2 separate regions of the Gossypium hirsutum genome follow, and region 2 is linked to region 1. Evidence: chromatin contacts called from public Hi-C data. All regions are on one chromosome and are shown on one strand. Each heading gives the region's core, a stretch centred on a gene start, on an enhancer-like site or on the middle of the called end of the contact. The rest is flanking DNA. Distances are from core to core; before and after follow the strand shown. Region 1 holds the start of LOC107905324 (ACT domain-containing protein ACR10). Region 2 holds the start of LOC107905307.

Region 1 (3,353 bases), core at 563-3,062:
CATGTGTACGACTAAAATAGTTTACACACTTTCATAATTTTTTGTATGATAAATATTTTAACAATTCAATTAATATATTCCATCTTCGTAGATCAAAGTTTTTTTTATTAATTTATATACAATATTTAGACTTAAAAATTTAGAGTCTAACATTTATGGTTTGCGGTTTAGGGTTTAGTATTAATTTAATCCAACCCTTATATTATAGGGCCTTCTAGGTACTTTAACTTTAGTATATCATAAGTCGAATTTGTATCGGTGTAAGTATAAGATTCTTGAGAGAATCTCTATTAAATAAAACTAATCTCGACATTCATGAGTGTTAAAGTATATTTATAACAGTACTTTAATCTCAATATGTTCTAAATGATGAGAATTAGATTGTCATATGTTTATGAAAGTGCTTTAATCTTGACATCTGTTAATGTTGGGGTCAAGTATGATGTACCTTTTCATAAATTTTAAGCATGGATTTCATGGAAAATTAATTTTACGAAGATTTTAACATCTATAAATATCGAGTTTTAAAATAAATAAATAATGAAAAATATATATTTAAAATAAAAAATGTAGTTTTCATGTGTGCTTTGCTGGATTGATCATTAACAAGTGGTGAGATCTTATTGGATGAGAAATTTTGTATTAATTTTAATATTATTATTAAAAAAAATCGAAACGGTGACGTATAGTTGACAAATGACAAAAGGTAACTTTTTCCAGGAACCTAGGTTTTAAAGCCTTAGAAAGTCACGTGACCAATGGGGACCATCCAGAAAATACGACACGTGATGGCGGCCAATAGCCCGTGTGCGGGTGAGTCACGATCGGGTAACGTAAATGCTGACCCAATGGAGTGAAAGTAACAGGTAAAATCAAAATATCTTCATTTCCGGTTGATATTAGATTCCATAAAAAAATGGTAAAAGTATCGTGGAATCACGATAATAAGAGTTGAATTGTATTTTATTTGTTTTATTAAAAAATTAATTTTTATATTTTAAATTAAAAAGTAAAATAATTATTCCGTTAAAAATTTTATTTATTTTTATTATTAAAAACTGGTCTTTATACGTTAGTATGAGATATATGTAGTGCGACACATATCAATGTCTAGTTATTCCGTCAGCCGCGCTAGTTTTTAACTGTATAAATAGATAAAATTTTTAATAGAAATGATCAATTTACTCTTTAAATTAACTTATAAGGACTAATTTGGATATTTTTTTGAGTAGATGGAATAAAATATAATCTTGCTCCTGGTATAAAGGTCCTCATGATAATTTTACCATAAAAATGATTAAAATATGAAATAAAATAGATATTATTACACAAATATGGCATGAGTAAATTTTTGTTTCAAATTTTATCTAATAGAAATAGTAATTTTATTAAAACTTATATACATATAAAAAAATTAGCAAAACTTATGTCCTTATAAATAATTATATTTATTTTCAATGATGTTGAAATCGGACTTAGATTGGAAATCGATCAATACATCAATCCGAAACAAGAGAAAGAATCGATCGAGTTGAGTTAAAAATCAATTAAGCGACCCTAATTTTATAATTTTTTATTTTTATGAATTTTTTTAATAATTTATTTTTGTGACTAATGTAATATGAACTAAAGTATTATGGAGATTGCATCCGTCTTTTCTATTAAAAAAATAGATAGATTAGTTCTTATACATTAAATTAAAGAATAAATTAATTATTTTATTAAAAATTTCATCCATTTTTACGTAGTACTACATTTTCCCCAAAATGAGATATACTAATTTTTTTAATTAGAAAGTCGAAATGTAAGTACTTTTACAGTTTATATTCTCTGGGACCTTCGAAAACAGCCAAATCAAAGCACTCCCAGCCCCCAAATGAATAAAAATCAAGAATCATTCAATGGTTTTTTGTTTTTCTGAAAGCTTAGAATAAGAGCAAAGGTATGGGTATCCTACACGACGACGTAGTGATCATAAATCAATCAAAGAATGAAGCAGAACCCAGTGTCATCACCATTAACTGCCCTGACAAAACCGGTTTAGGCTGTGATTTATGCCGTATCTTACTCTTTTTTGGTCTCACCATTGTTAGAGGAGGTAAAAAACTAAAAATCCAGTTTTGTATTTCAGTTTTGATTTTGTGAAGATATTGAGAATTTGATATTTTGACTTTTTTATGGTCTTTTTTTTTTTGTGAAGATGTATCTACAGATGGGAAATGGTGTTACATAGTGTTTTGGGTGATTCCTAAGCCAATTATAAAATGGGATACTTGTAGATGGGAATTGTTGAAGAACAGATTAATTGGGACTTGCCCTTCTTGTTCTTCAGCTTTTGGTATTTCATATTACAGTTCTGAATTACAGTCTTCAATGGTTACAGATGTGTTTCTTATCAAGCTTTTTTGTTATGATAGAAAAGGCCTTTCACATGGTAAGCTTTTGTTCTTGATTCGGGGTTCTTTCATTATATTGAATTTTAGGATTGCTAAGATCTTTTATTTTTGGTTAAATTCATTAGTCTTTATACTCTGTGAAATTTGTGGATTTAGTCCCTGTATTTTAGTCTGACTCAAACCCTAGCAGTTAAATTCGTTTGGTTAAAATCAATTACTAGTCTTTTGCTAGGCGAACTGTTGTAGAATTAGTTTATCTTCTCCGATTTGAAATTCCAAGTTCTTTATATCTTCGAATTTTGAAATTTCAATTTTGTTGCAAATGACTATTAACTGGGTTTTTGGTGAGTACTATATGAAAATAACAAGCTAACATGGCATGAGACGTATGATAATATGTTTGTCCCATCAAATTTTGGAAATAACCAAACTTAATGAATTTAACAATTATTGTTTTTTGAGGACTGAAATTTTAAAATTTTAAAAGTTTAAAAGTAAAAGTACAGGGACTGATATCAGAATTTAACCTTTAACTTTCCTCTTTGTTAGTTTCATCAATTATAGAAGAATTTGAGCATTGAAAATGTGGGTCTAAACTATATTTAGTGAATGAATTATAGGTGCTTTTTCATGGCAGATGTCACAGCAGTTTTTTCTAAACTCGAACTCAATATAAAGAAATTGAAGGTATCGACGACTCCAGTCGGGACGGTGATGAACTTGTTCTTTGTCACTGATACAAGGTTTTGTATTACAAGTTCCTTTTGGTTTATATACGTATTATGTTCGATTTGCTTCAATCAGTTAGGCTTCTTTTAAGTGACTTCAAATGTGGATTAGGAATGCATGTATATGCTTGAACTTCGTATTTTGCAGATTCAGATCGGTTTTACGAAGATACTATCTTTGATAAGCTAATGCATCTTGTATATATTTGATTGTTTTTCTCCTAGGGAA
Region 2 (3,337 bases), core at 458-2,957, 150 kb before region 1:
GCTAAGCACCCTTAGTATTCCCCAATGTGACTATCATAGTCAATTGGTTTAATCTATAAAACGAATGATTATTCACCTTGAATAGTTCATCTATTTCTTTTTTTTCAATTTCACTTCAACAAACAAACAAATGCAAAACAATAAATCTGCATTCAACAACAACGAAACTAAACAATGCATTTGAATTCATCAAACAATCAATCTTCATATCAAAAGAAAAAAAAATTAAGAATGATATATCAAACAAAACAATCTTCTTAACCGTACATTACATATCCTGATAACATTTGAATTTCCTTACGGAAACAAACCCTAAAACCAACAAACTCTATATCCGAATCCGTCCGCCGATATTCAAATTCAACGAAAACAAGCAAGCAATACAGCTTTACAAATATACAGATTTCAAACAAAAGAAGAAAAAAAAAAGAACAAATTAACAAAAAAATAAAACCCTTCCGAGTTGCTAAGAAATGCCAGAAAGCTAAAAGCATCAAATCTCGAGCTCAACTTGTTTCAAGTTAATGAGATCTCAAACAACAACAAAAAAGGTAAAGTCAACTGTACGACTATTTGACCAAATTGAATTCCTTTTTTCCGTATCAAAATAAATTGAACAGAAAAGAAAAAAAAACACATAAGATCATACAATAATCTAATTTTTCTCGATAACCATACAAAAGCTAGGGTTTCGAACTACAGTAAAACTTGATCGGCAAAAGCTTAATAACATACCAAAAATTAAAAAAAAAAACAGAAAATTAAGAAGAAATTGAAGTTAGGTTGAAAAAAAAAATACCTGAAATAAAATAAACAAAATTGAAGGAATCGAAGGAGCTTTGATTTGAACAAAGAATCAAAGCTATTGAGACCGGAAGAAGAATCTTCCGACGGACGTCTACTGTTAGGAAGATATGAAAAAAATAAAAAATTATAATGAATTTTTCTTTTCTTTTTTTAATTTTTACTTTGAAGAAAATTGAAAAAAAAAGGGTTTTGGTAATTTGAATGATAAGTAAAGTAATTTAATAAATTGGAGTATTGGATTTATAAAATAAAAAAGCAAATTTTAACTTGGTAACTTTAAACAATATATATTGAATAATGAAAAAGGTCAAAATAAAATAAAATAAAAATTGTTATTTAGATAATATAAAATCTGTTAATAAAGGAGTGGAATTTTTTTTAATTGAAAATCTTAATCACCGTATATCGCAAACGTAGGAGACATGAAGAAAATTGGATTATTTATTTTCGGTCTAATTTGCTTTCAGTCCCTATCTTATTTGAAAATTTAAAATTTAATCCACCTTTGATGTCAAAGGAATTTAGTTAGATTGGAATGTATGAAATTTTAAAATAAAGAAATGTGAAATGTGATATGCGTGAAAACTTAAATCAATCATTAAAAATGTCAAATGTTTTTATTTTTATTTTTGAATAATTTTTTTTAAATTTTAAAATGTCACATAATTCAAGTTAATTTTATTTTATAATATTATTAATTGAAGTTTAATTATTAAAATTAAATGAATAAAGCGATTAAACTTTTAAAATTAAAAGTAAAGAATTAAATACTAAATATGAGATAAATATATATATTGAAAGTATATTTATACCTTATTTTTTAAAATGTGAAAATGAAAGAAAAAGATACTTTGTTTTTATTAAATGAAAGCAAAAGGGAAAGAAAATGAAAATCACGGATTTGTCCATCTCTTCTATGGGTTGGTATTCTGTTTTTTAGGGATAAAATTGGACTGGATTTTATTATGAAAAACAAAAATAACAAGCCTTACCCATCTCAGCGGCCCAAGTCCAGGAAGGCAATAGCAACAAAATATCTAAGATAATAGAAAAACAACAAAATTAAATAAACCAGCTTGGTCACAAACCTCCTCTCGAGTGTTCACCATTTCTGCTTTCCTCTACCGATTCAAAAGCAACTTCGCCACCGCTCAGTCCGCCATCGATTCAAAATAATTTCTCGCAAAGCTTTCCATCTCGGTCTCCCCCCTCACAAACCGCCCATCCCCTCCTTGCAGCCCACTTATTCTATTCGTTCTTCTCCTTTGGGAAGCAAAGTTTTGAAAGAAAGCCGTATTCTTATCCCCCAATCTCAACCAGTTCGCCCTTGCCCTCTGTTCCCAAAAAAAATTATCTCCAAGTTTAACCGAACTTTAGTATCAATCTGCAAGATTGTTGTCATTATAAATATTGGGTTAAAAGAACCCACGAAAAGATTATTCTCCACTGCTCTGCAAGGAATCTTGGAGTTTAATTGTTCTTTTGATATTTGGCAAGAAAATGTTTCCTTGGCTGTTGGATTATTGCATTAAGAGCGTTTCAATTTCTAATGTGGAGAGGCCATGTTGGGTCACGTTCAAACTCTCCCGGTTCATTTCTCTCTTTCTTTCTTTTTTCCATTTTTGCTTAATAATTTCAAGAATCTTTCAATTATGGACTATAATTTTTATAAACACTCAACAACAAGAAGAGGGTGTAATTGTGATATAGATTTGTTTCAAATTATATTTATGAGATAGGTTTTTGGAATCAGATTCGTAAACTTCCTCCCTATTGACTTGATGTAATAACTCTGCTTTTCTATCCAAGTTGAGCGCAGTCTATGGTTACCACCTGTTAAGCATATAGTGTAATCCTAATCGAATTAAAAATGATAATTAACACTACAAAAGTTATCTCAACAAACTAAACAAAAAAAAATGCTTTGGAGTTTTAGATTTTATTTAAATATAAATAATAGTCGAATATTTTAAAATACATAATTTTTAAGATATTTAACACATATATCTATAATTGAATTGAGTTAATACAAAATAAAAGAAATTAAGATCTTATTTTCTTTTCTTATAAAAATTATTAAATTCATATTATTTTTTTCTTTTTACTAATTTTAACTATTCAAACAAAATAATATATATTTTTCTATTTCACAATTATTAATTCAAATAAAACATTAGTTAATTATAGTGTGAGAATGAATATAAACTTTTTAGAAGGTAAATTAAAAATCGAATATTTTAAAAAAAATTATAATATATATATATGTGTATATTTCTGTAGAATTGGAAACTATGTTATTTGGATGAGGTATTTCTTTTAAAAATAATTATGAAACGTCAGCCATCAATTAATCAAATTCACAAAAACACATTCTTTTATTTTCTTTTTTTTTCCTTTTACTAATGATTGATAAAGAAATGAATTTCAATTTTTTTACTTGCAAAGATGGTTGTAATTTCTATTTTGTGCTTTGTAAAGATTATTAATATGCATTGTTCATTTTTCTTTGATAGTGTGTTATTGCTTCTTC

What was found. A called contact is a pair of places that touch in the nucleus more often than the background predicts.
Region 2: a Hi-C map of leaf shows a contact between it and region 1, with 1.9 times the contacts expected there. The contact joins the promoter of LOC107905307 here to the promoter of LOC107905324 in region 1. A contact is called at or near these places in 3 of 34 Hi-C or Micro-C datasets (callus and leaf).

Annotation. Positions count from the first base shown.
Region 1 is chrD01:63,284,280-63,287,632 of Gossypium_hirsutum_v2.1, reverse strand. It overlaps LOC107905324 (ACT domain-containing protein ACR10), which reads left to right and starts at 1,812. Exons shown (of 6, transcript XM_016831956.2): 1 at 1,812-2,098; 2 at 2,213-2,434; 3 at 3,034-3,139; 4 at 3,350-3,353. The coding sequence starts at 1,945. LOC107905320 reads left to right here. Exons shown (of 6, transcript XM_016831952.2): 6 at 1-90.
Region 2 is chrD01:63,435,419-63,438,755 of Gossypium_hirsutum_v2.1, reverse strand. It overlaps LOC107905307, which reads left to right and starts at 1,707. Exons shown (of 4, transcript XR_001686493.2): 1 at 1,707-2,396; 2 at 3,321-3,337. LOC107905306 (TSL-kinase interacting protein 1) reads right to left here and starts at 2,613. Exons shown (of 15, transcript XM_041087665.1): 1 at 1,896-2,613.